Linked DNA regions of Sus scrofa: region 2 is linked to region 1. Evidence: chromatin contacts called from public HiChIP or PLAC-seq data. All regions are on one chromosome and are shown on one strand. The core of a region is the stretch at or near the end of the contact, and the rest is flanking DNA. Distances in the headings are between cores, read along the strand shown. Region 1 holds the start of MROH1 (maestro heat-like repeat-containing protein family member 1). Region 2 holds the start of CCDC166 (coiled-coil domain-containing protein 166).

Region 1 (5,440 bases), core at 1,811-4,310:
CTGTCCCCAGCCCTCAGCCATCACCAACAATGGTGGCAGCTTGGAGGAGTCGTCCCATTAAGTCTTCCTGAGTGGAGGGGATCTGTGTTTTAGTGTTTCCTGGAGGGAGATGGAGGTGAGGCGGCCAGCCCTGGGCTAGCACAGGGCTCAGGCTCAGTGGGGCCACCGCCCTCCTGTCCCCCCACCCCAGCCCCTGCCCACAGTCTTCCCAGCCTGGCTGAGGGAGGAATGACCCTTCTCCAAACTCTGCCCACTCTGCAGGCACGAGTGGGACTTGGGAGGGGTACAGGGAGGAGGCGCTTACCTGAGGACGGGCCTGGTGGGAAGCTGGGGCCCCTGCACCTCAGGGGCAGCATAAGTGGTGGGGCTGTCGCTCCGGCAGCTCCCCAGCCACCCTGGCGGAGAGGACGACAGCTCCAAGGTGTGGGCCTCTCAGGGTGCCCCCTCCCCTCCCCTGGGGCCCTGCTGCAGGGCCGTTGGAGCCCCTGGGGTGGCCGTCACACAGGCTCCTGCTCCCCCTGCTTCCCGCTCAGGAGGATGCGGGGCGTGTCGGCGACGGAGACACGGAAGGAGCTTAGCAGTGCGTTCTTGAGCCCCGACCAACCGGCAAAGCCGAAGACTATGCTGGGCATGCAGCAAGGCGGTGCCGGGGGAAGGAGATCGTGACTCCTGGGAAAGGCTGTGTGCTGGGCCTGGGCGAGCAGGCAAGGCTGGGGTCCAGGCCTCTTAGGAGGGTTGAATGCAGGCCTGGCTGGGGTAAGAGTTGGGTTGGGCTGGGGGCTGGTCTCTCCAGGTGTCTGGGTGGGTGGGGCAGCAGGCACCCTCACCAGTTCACGACACTCGAGTCATGGCAGTGGGTTACGATGCTGACCAGCTGCCAAAGTAGCCGCAGGCCTCCTCTCCAGCCCCGGGCAGCAGTGGTGGTCAGACACTGCACTGACGTGCTCCCGCAGAGTGCCACGGGCTGCCAGCTCCAGCACCAGCAGGAGCACTGGCCATTCTCCTAGGCCTCAGACAGCTACACCTGTCAGATCCCCACCTGTCTACTGTCACCCCTAGGAGGGGCTGTCAAGCGCACTGGATTGGAGTCTCGGGATGGGGTGGGGCTGCAGCATAAGGGTGCCGGGCGGGGGGAGGGTGAGCAGGACAGGAACAGGCTGTCGCAGGGGCTCTGTGCCCGTTCAGGTGCTTGTAGGCAGCACTGAATGGCAAGGTCTCCCCGGGCAGGGCCTGTGGGAGCAGCACTCCACAGGGGCCTCAGCGGCGGAGCTGATCTTGCTGGCCACCTGTGGGGGTGGAAGCAACGCCTGCATGACAGCCACAGCCCCTTGGGGGCGGGATGCGGCCTTTGTGCACCTTGCTGAACTTGGCAGGGGCAAGGCTGGGTGAGCAGCATCCTTGGGGGCCGAGTGGACCTTATCCTCCTGTGTGTATGTGAGTGTGTGCATGTGTGTGTGTTTAGGCTGCACTCGCGGCATAGGGGGGTTCCCAGGCTAGGGGTCAAATCAGAGCTGTACCCGCCAGCCTACACCACAGCCACGGCAACGCAGGATCCAATCCATCTGCAGCCTACACCATAGCTCACAGCAACACCAGATCCTTAACCCACTGAGCGAGGCCAGGGATGGAACCTGCTATCTCATGGTTCCTAGTCGGAGTTGTTAACCACTGAGCCATGATGGGAACTCCCAGATTCATTTTTTTTTTAAGAAAGATTTTTTCCAAGTTCCCCAGCAGTTAAAGATCTGGTGTTGCCACTGTCACGGTATGGGTTCAATCTCTGGTCTGGGAACTTCTGCATACCATGGGCATGGCCAAGAAAGGTTAAAAAAATTTTTTTTGCCTATACGCATAGCATATGGAAGTTCCCAGGTCAGGGGTCAAAGTGGAGCCACAGCTGCTGGCATATGCCACAGCCATGGCAGTGCAGCATCCAAGCTGCATCTGCGACCTACACCGCAGCTCATGGAAACGCCAGATCCTTAACCTACTGAGTGGGGCCAAGGATTGAACCTCTATCCTCACAGATACTAGTCAAATTTGTATCCCACCGAACCACGATGGGAATGCCTAAAATTTATTATTTATTGAAGTATAGTTGATTTACAATATTGTATTAGTTTTTTTTTTTTTCTGCTTTTAGGGCTACAGCCACAGTGTATGGAAATTCTCAGGCTCAGGGTCAAATCAGTGCTATAGCTGCCAGCCTACGCCACAGCCACAGCAATGCAGGATCTGCACTGCATCTGTGACCACCACAGCTCATGGCAATGCCAGATCCTTAACCCACTGAGCAAGGCCAGGGATCGAACCTGCCTTCTCATGGATACCAGTTGCATCTGTTTCCACTGCGCCACAACAGGAACTCCCTATCTTTATTTTTTTGAGGAAACTCCGTAGTGTTCTTCATAGTGGCGGCACCAATTTACATTCCCATCAACAGTGCAGGAGGGCTCCCTTTTCTCCACACCCTCTCCAGTATTTGTTATTTGCAGACCTTTAAAGAATTATTATTTCTACAGCTGCAGTATATGGAAGTTCTCAGGCCAGGGGACCAATCAGAACTACAGCTGCCAGGGAGTTCCCATTGTGACGCAGTGGTTAACAAATCCGACTAGGAACCAGGAGGTTTCGGGCTCGATCCCTGCCCTTGCTCAGTGGGTTAAGGATCCGGCGTTGCCATTAGCTGTGGTGTAGGTTGCAGACACGGCTCAGATCCTGTGCTGCCGTGTCTCTGGGTAGGCTGGCGGCTACAGCTCTGATTAGACCCCTAGCCTGGGAACCTTCATATGCCGCGAGAGTGGCCCAAGAAATGGCAAAAAGACAAAAAAAAAAAAAAAAAAGAACTGCAGCCGCCAGCCTATGCCACAGCCACAGCAATGCAGGATCTGAGCTGCGCTGTGACCTACACCACAGCTCACAGCAGTGCCGGATCCTTAACCCACTGAGCGAGGCCAGCGATCCAACCCACGTCCTCATGGATACCAGTCGGGTTTGTTACCGCCGAGCCGCAAGTGGAACTTCCTTTTTTTTTTTCCTTTTTAATGGCCACACCCACAGCTTACGGAAGTTCCCGAGCTGGGAATCAAACCCCACGGCCTCCGAGAAAACGCCGGATTCTTAACCTACTGCACCACACGGGAACTACAGGACACCTGCTCATCTGGATCCCCACAGTCTGCTGGCCTGCTGAACCATGCGCATGTATGCGTGTACCTGCTGGCGGAGGGCTTGGGGTCTTTGGGGTGTTTGCTGTGTTCGTGTGTGAGAGATATAGGACTTGACAGTGCCCATGTGTTACCAGGTCAGGCCCACCTGGCGTGTGTACCTGGACAAGTATGTATTTGCGCGGGGACCGGCTTTGGGCTAATTGGCGCGCTGAGCCCGTGTCCCCAATGCGTCCTTCCGTATGTGGGGCGGTGTCTGTGTGCCAGGACCGTCTGGATGTAAGTGTCGGACAGGGACACAGAGCAGAGCGAGAAGGAGGCGGGGTCCCGCAACCGGACGAACGCCTTGCGGTCCACAGGGCGGTGTATTCTCACCCAACAGTCAGGTGCGGATGTCACGGGGCGGCGGTGGCGGGGCCGAGCGCGAGGCGGAGATTGCGCACTCCGGCCCTCTGGGGCTCGGTGGGCGTGGTGGAAAGAGAGCGAACGAGAAGGACGCCCCACGGACCAATGAGCGCGGACATCGCGTGGAGGCGGGGCCGGGCCGCCGCGCGCCGGGCTGCGGTTGGCAGAGGGCGGCGGGGCGGGCTGTCGCCTGGCCACGCCCACCCCCGGCCGCGGCAGTCGGGAGGGCGGCGCCCGGGCGGCGGCTGCCGCGGACCTTTAGGTAAACCTCGATCTGGGCCGGCGGTCGGGAGTCGGGGGCCGCTCGGGAGGCCCCCTCGGGGAAGTGTGCGCTGTGGGCCCTGGGGCGGCCCCCTTGTTCAGGCCGCGCGGGAAACCGAGTCAGGGGGCGCCTCTCCAAGGTCACCAGGTGAGCTCGGGAGGGTCCCGGGCGTCGCGGGGCCGAGCCCGCCCCCTTCTCCGGACTCAGGTGCGGCCGGCCCCGCGCGCATCCGGATTCGCTGCGTCACAACCCGGAAGAGCGGCCTGGGAGCCGAGCCGCTCATGTTCTTCCCCACGTCGGCGTGGAACTCTGGGCGCCCGGCCCCCTGCCCGCCCCCTGCAGGGTGGGACTCAGGGTCCCTGGTCTCCGTACCCATCCCCGCCCTGGGGGTCTTTTGGCCCCGAGTCCTAGTGCCTGTCACTTTGCGGAGGCGTGTGGTCCAGGTCTCTGCTTCCCCAGCAGGCTTGCGGGGTTCCTCTCTATGGCAAGCTGAGCCTAAACCCTTAGAGTCGGAAAGGGAAGGGACCATTGCATTCTTTCCATTTTCTCTTTGACATTAGAGGGGGAGGCAGTCCAGAGCAGGGAGGTCATTTGTCCCAAATCCTGAGGATTACTGGCCCCGTAGTGTAGATGGTACAGCTGGAAGGGCTTCAGGAAATCCAGCTGTCAATTAAGCTGAGAACTAGGTGGTGCTCGGCCAGGGCCGGCCCCCAGTCCCTGGGCTCCTGGGCCCAGTTTGGGGTTCTGATTTTCCTGCAGCGCCACCACAGCTGTAATGCAGTGGCAGGGCCTGAGAAGAGGGCTCTGTGGGCACCCACAGCTCCAATCTACACACTTGCCGGAGGTTCCCCTTTGCCAGCCTGGCAGGGTGGGGGCAGGGAGGCACCAAGGGGGGTGGGGGCCAGAGCAGCTGTCTGGTGGGGAGGCATGTGGGGTTGGGGGTGGAGCCGACTTGGAGGGGACATTTCTGGAGGCAGGAGCCACGGTGGGAAGGGATGGTGGTAGAGGTGGAGAAGGGGGTGTCAGTGAGCCACTGTGGGGTGTGCGGAGGGAGATGGAGGACCAGGAGGGGTGATGCTGACTCCTGACTTAGACACCTGAGTGCATGATGACACAGGAAGAGGCCGGTGAGGTGGGGGCCGGGGAGAAGTCAGTGGGGAAGACAGTGTTAGCCCTGTCAGATGTGCGTGCTGGAGACGATCCAGATGGACGTGGCCAGCAGGCCCTGGGCCCCAGGAGACCCCTGTCATCGGTGGTGGGACCCTTCACTGGTAGCATGATTGTTATGTGGTTGCCCCTACAGTCCTGACAGCCAAGGGGCTGTCTGCAGGATCTTTGACCGTCATAGCTCCAGTGAGCACATGTCTCTGGTCTCTCTTTGGCGTCAGTGTGAAATGGCCTGGAGTTGAGCTGTCTTGGTTACCTTGAAACCAAGGTCCAGGCTGCTGCAGACTGTTGGAACCTGCATCTTGCTGTTTCTCACTCCCCCAGGGCTGTTTGCTGCCTGCTGAGGGCTCTGGTGGATCAGAGGTAAAGCCCGTGGGCTGCTTGCTGGCTGTATTCACAACTATCACATGTGCCTGGAAGCAGGTGTCTGTGCTTAGTT
Region 2 (5,440 bases), core at 1,795-4,294, 340 kb before region 1:
GCCAGAGATCGAACCCACAACCTCATGGTTCCTAGTTGGATTCATTTCCTCTGCGCCACGACAGAACTCTGTCTTAATTTACTGTAGTTTTAGTTCCAGGTAGTGTAAATCTTCCAACTTTGTTATTCAAGGTGGGTTATTTGCTTTTCCATATAAACTTTATAATCTATCGCTGAAAGAAAAAAAAAAGCAAAAAAGCTGCTATGATTTTGCTTGGAGTCATGCTGAATTTCTAGATCAGTTTAGGGAGTATTGAAAACTTAATATCCATAAACATGGACTACTGCTCAATATATTTCAGACTTAAAGTTTGCTCAGGAGTTCCCTTGCAGTGCAGCAGGATTAAGGATCCACCGCAGCAGCTTGAGTTGCTGCTGTAGCTCAGGTTTGATCCCTGGCTGGAACTTCAAATTCGGAGGACATGACCAAGAAAAACAAACAAACAAACAAACAGATACATAGACAAAACAAAGGTGCAGAATGCTGGTGAGTCTGAATAAATGGTATATGGGAGTTCCCTGTACTATTCTTGCAACTTTTCTCTAGGTTGGAAACTATATCACAATTAAGAATTAACCCCAACCCCCCAACAGGTTAAACATTACAAAAACGCCCGTAACTCCCCAAGGCGCTGGAACAAAAAGCCCACACCCGTCCCCGCGGAGCAGCCTGCGTGGCTGCCGGCCGTCGCAGCCACCTCACGCAGCCGACCAGCTCCTCCCTGGTCCGCCAGACTCCTTTCCTGCTCTCACACTACCTGTCCAACCACGCCTTCGCTGTCCCTCTCTGCCACCAGACTGTCAGGCCCTGTGGGCAGGACCACGGCGTCGCTGACTTCGTCTGCCCCTGCCAGCTGCCGGGAGACTAGCTGTGGGTGAACAGACGCTGAATGCCTGGCAGACACAAGCCACCAGCAGACTGGAAACTAGAAGGCATAATGAATGGCCCCTGCCGGCCAGAAATGCTGGCCACTGAAGCAGGTGGTGCCAGAGCAGCGTGGGGCGAGGCTGCCACACCTTTATTGATAATCCACTCACCAAATCCGTGTGCTGCGCACGCGTTTTCCCCCACCCTCTGGCCTAACTGGCCTCCCTCCGGGTAGGTTCAGGCTCTCCCAGAGGCAGCTTCGGCTCCAGCGTCACCTTCACGGTCTCCGGCGACTGGGAGGCCGCAAGAGCCCCTTCTGGGGACGGACTTCCCAGAAAGGGTGGTGTCCTGTGAAGCTCACCCAGCGAGGACCGCGACGACACCCGAGAGTCCGGACGGGATGGGGTCCAGGGAAGGATCCGGGAGCCCGAGCGGGACAAGGTCCAGGAAGGGACCCGGGAGGCTGGGCGCGAAGGGATCGAGGACGGTACCCTGGAGCCCACCTGCGATGGGGGCTGGGATGGAGCCTGGGAAGCCGCCCTCGAAGGGGCCAGTGACGGGCCTCTGAGGGCAACACGCGACGGGGTCAGCGACGCGGCCCGGGAAGCCGCAAGCGTCCAAGAGGCCGGGCGCCACGAGACCTGAGACGGGTTCCGTGAGGCACAGGCTGAGGGAACGCGGGAGAAGGCGCGCAGCGGGCTGGTGGAGGAGGCGAACGGCCCCGGGGGTGAGGCAGCCGACGGCGGTTGCCACAGCGGCGGCCCCTCGGGGCCGCGGGAGAGCCAGCCATGCACGCGCGCCAAGTCCCGCGTGTCCTCGTGCTCGCGCCGCAGCTGCTCCCGCTGCTCCAGCAACTGGCGCCGCATGTCGTGCAGCAGCTGGGCCCGGCGGAGCAGCCGCAGCAGCTCCTGCCGCAGGCGCCCGTTGTCCGCTCTGATGGCCTGAGTGTGCGCGAAGAGCGCGCGCGCCGCCTCACGCTCCGCACGCCGCGCCAGGGACTGCACGCGCTGGCGCGCCTCGCGCTCGAAGGCTGCCTTGTCCTCCAGGAAGCGCCGCTTCACGCGGTGGAGCAGCTGCGTGTGCTCCACGCGCATGTGCAGCAGCTCGCGCTCCAGCGTCCGGATCCGGGCCAACTGCTCCAGCTGCAGCTCCTGCGGCGGGCGCGCGGGTCAGCGCGGGTCTACGACGCGCACCCACCTCGCCCAGCTCCCGCCCCGCCCGCCCGCGGGAGGGTGCGCACTGGCCTTGTAGGGCTGCAACGCCTGCACCTGCTGCGCCATCTGCGCCGCGCGCGCCTCCATCTCCAGCAGCTGCGCGCGCACCCCGTCCTCACGCCCGCGGTAGAGCGATGCCAGCTCCGCCCGCTGCCAGTGGATCAGCGTCAAGTCCACGCGGTTCTGCTCCTCCAGCCGGACGACGGCGTTGGCGCAGCGCTGGGCGCGCGCGCTCACGTAACTGGCGTAGAGCCGGTTCTCCTCGCGCAGGCGCAGCGCCTCGCGGTCGAGGAAGGCGTTGTCCCGCAGCACTTGGTCCACTCGCTGCTCGCAGGCGTCCAGCTGCTCCGAGAGCAGCTTGTACTCGCGCTGCAGGTACTGAGCGCGTTCCGACAGCGGCGGCTCGGCGCCCTCTCCCCCCGCGCCCGACCGGCGCCCCGCGCTTGTCCCGCGCTTCTTCTTGGGCGCCATGGCTGGGGTCCCCCAGCCCGCCACTCCAGCTCCGCCCTTCCCCTCCTCCGGCCCGAATGTTCTGGCGGGGCTGGAAGCGTCTCAGGGTCACGAGGTTGGAGGCCGGAATCAGGGGGTTGCGGTCCATCAGGGGTCAGGGCATCGTCGCCAACCTTTGCTAGTGGTCTCTTTCCGGATCTTGGCCGGCCGTCGGGGCTCGCCCACCTTTAGTGGAGTTGCGGTCTGCATGGAAACAGAACGTAGTCGCTCTTCCCCACTCCCCACCACCACCACCCCCCCGCGCCCCGTTGCCAGGGCAATGGCCCGACTCGCCTTTCTCCATTACCCCCGACTCCCTCACTCGGAGGAGTCCGTGCATGACGGCCTGTGTGCTCGCTGCAAACCCCAGGCGCGCAGGACTTCGGCTTTCCCTGGAGGGCGATGCTGAGCTTGCTTTGTTTTTTTTGTCTTTTTGCTATTTCTTGGGCCGCTCCCTCGGCATATGGAGGTTCCCAGGCTAGGGGTCCAATCGGAGCTGTAGCCACCAGCCTACGCCAGAGCCACAGCAACACTGGATCCGACCCGCGTCTGCGACCTACACCACAGCTCAGGGCAACGCCGGATCGTTAACCCACTGAGCAAGGGCAGGGACTGAACTCGCACCTCGTGGTTCCTAGTCGGATTCGTTAACCACTGCGCCACGACGGGAACTCCTGGGCTTGCTTCTAACAGACGGCAGCCGTCAGAGGTGCGCCCACTCCACGTGCCAGACTCGGGCCCTTTGCGGACTGTACACCAATGGGCTCTTCCCCCACTTGTCCCCATATGGCGAGAGTCCTCGCCAGGTTCCTGGCCTCCCCCACCACACACACGTGAAATGTCCCTATATCTCTTCAGGACAGAGCGCTTCCCCGCAGCTTCTTATCGCTCCGGGGACCCTGGTTTTCCTCGAGGCGCTTCATGATTCCTGCCTGTCCTGGAGCCTTCGTGGGAGTTAGGGCCTCTGCGAGGGTCGAGCACGCCAAAATGCCATCCATCAGTGCAGTGTGTCTGTCTCTCTCTGGGGTTTCCTCTCTGGGCTCCTAAGCCCACACGTGCAGCATCAGTCCCCGATATCCCACCCGCCGCTGGACCTGGGCCTTCTTTCCCAGCTGGCCAGCGTGGCTGGAGAGGAAGGGCACGTCCAGCGATTTGGCTGGGCTCCTTCTGCCATTAGCATTGCGGAAACAACATCGTAAACCCCTCCTTGCCCAGAGAGTGAGCAGAGCGTCGAGCCTCCCATCCTGTCAGATGCCTTAGACAAGTAACTTTAATCTACACGTTTCGGTCTTGCCGTCATACAGTCAAGGTTCTGTCCAGGTCTGCCCACATTTGCTGCAAGAAAAACAAGTTCAAGGATTGCTGACTTGTAACTTTGTGGGGGGCACGGTTTAGGAAACCACATTTGTAGGAAGGCTTATGTTGAAAACTGTCTTAGGAGGTGGCTTTTTTTTTCCCCCTTTGGCTGCCCCACAGCATATGGAGTTCCAGGGCGGGGATCAGATCCGAGCTGCAGCTTCGACCTTTGCTGCCGCTGTGACACCGTCCCATCCTTTAACCCACTGTGACGTGCGGGGATCAAACCCACGTCCTGGCACTGCAGGGACATCGCTGATCCCACTGCGCTGCAGTAGGAACTCCAGGAAGTTGCTCTTGGAGCCTGGTAAGTCGCTCCTCTGGCTGGACTTGCTCCAGCTAGTGGCACCTGCACCAGAGGTGTGGCAGAGCCTTTTAAATTTGGGGACACATTTGGGGCATGTGCCTCTTTGTAAAAAATGTAATTTATAAATAATAAAATGACAAACTTCAAGACCATGTGGAATTTCCATCTTTTGGGGGGGCAGGGGGCCGCTCCCGTGGCATGTGGAGGTTCCCAGGCTAGGGGTCGAATTGGAGCTGTAGCTGCTGGCCCGCGCCACGGCCACAGCAATGCCAGATCTGAGCCTCGTCTGTGACCTACACCACAGCTCACGGCAATGCCAGATCCTTAACCCACTGAGCGAGGCCAGGGATGGAACCTGTGTCCTCATGGATGCCAGTCAGGTTCGTTTCCGCTGAGTCACCACGGGAACGCCACGTGTCCATATTTCTAATTGGGTGAGTCTAGTAACGTTTCTTGGATGATGGCTATTGTGGAATTTGTTGTTGAGTGTTCTCTTGTTTCCCTTTAAAGAGGGCTGACTTTCTGGCAGGCTGTTAAGCTATGTTTGTATGGTCTTATTCCCTTTGAGGCTTGTTCCCACACTCCTGATGAACCTGGAGTGGCCTTTGGTCTAGAGCTAGTGTAGAGCCTTCACTGAGGCGTGACGCCCCTGGGGTCTCTCCTGAATGGCCTGGTGTCCACCCTGGCTGCCCAGCCCTTACGACCTAGGCGAAATCTGGAATGTTCAGCTTCCCCCTCCCCTGCCCAGTGGTTCCTTGCTTGGACTCATAGACGTGTCTCCGTCTCCACCCTGATGTGGTGTCGGCAGTGGAATCAGCAGGACGTCACCTGTGTCTCCTTTGCTGAGAGCACAGCCCTGGTTGTTGTCCGGTGTTTCCGCAGTTGTTTCATGTACTTTGTCCGGTTTCCTAGCTGTTCGTTGACAGAGGGCGGGGCCAGTACCAGCTACTCAGTCCCGGCCAGAGGTAGAAGTCTCTCGTCCCTTCTTCATTCCTTTTTCTCTCCTTGATGCCCCACCCCTCCAGTGAGAGGCAGGCGAAGTACAATAAACAGCACATGCGGATTTTTTCTGATTTTTATTTTTTAAATTACTCAGCAAGTTTTATCACATTTATAGTTTACAGTGGTCACCACAACCCGATGTTACAGCCCGTCCATCCCCACCCCCACCCCCACCCATCTCCCCTGGAAACTGCACGTTTTTCAG

Evidence for each region. HiChIP or PLAC-seq counts read pairs in DNA pulled down with a chosen protein or histone mark.
Region 2: an H3K27ac HiChIP or PLAC-seq map of alveolar macrophages shows a contact between it and region 1. The contact joins the promoter of CCDC166 here to the promoter of MROH1 in region 1. A contact is called at or near these places in 1 of 47 Hi-C or Micro-C datasets (liver) and 1 of 2 datasets of contacts at active chromatin or transcription factors (alveolar macrophages).

The regions. Positions count from the first base shown.
Region 1 is chr4:575,479-580,918 of Sscrofa11.1, reverse strand. It overlaps MROH1 (maestro heat-like repeat-containing protein family member 1), which reads left to right and starts at 3,060. Exons shown (of 44, transcript XM_021090405.1): 1 at 3,060-3,204.
Region 2 is chr4:918,036-923,475 of Sscrofa11.1, reverse strand. It overlaps CCDC166 (coiled-coil domain-containing protein 166), which reads right to left and starts at 3,044. Exons shown (of 2, transcript XM_013993490.2): 1 at 2,112-3,044; 2 at 1-2,018. The coding sequence starts at 2,552. The coding sequence ends at 1,080.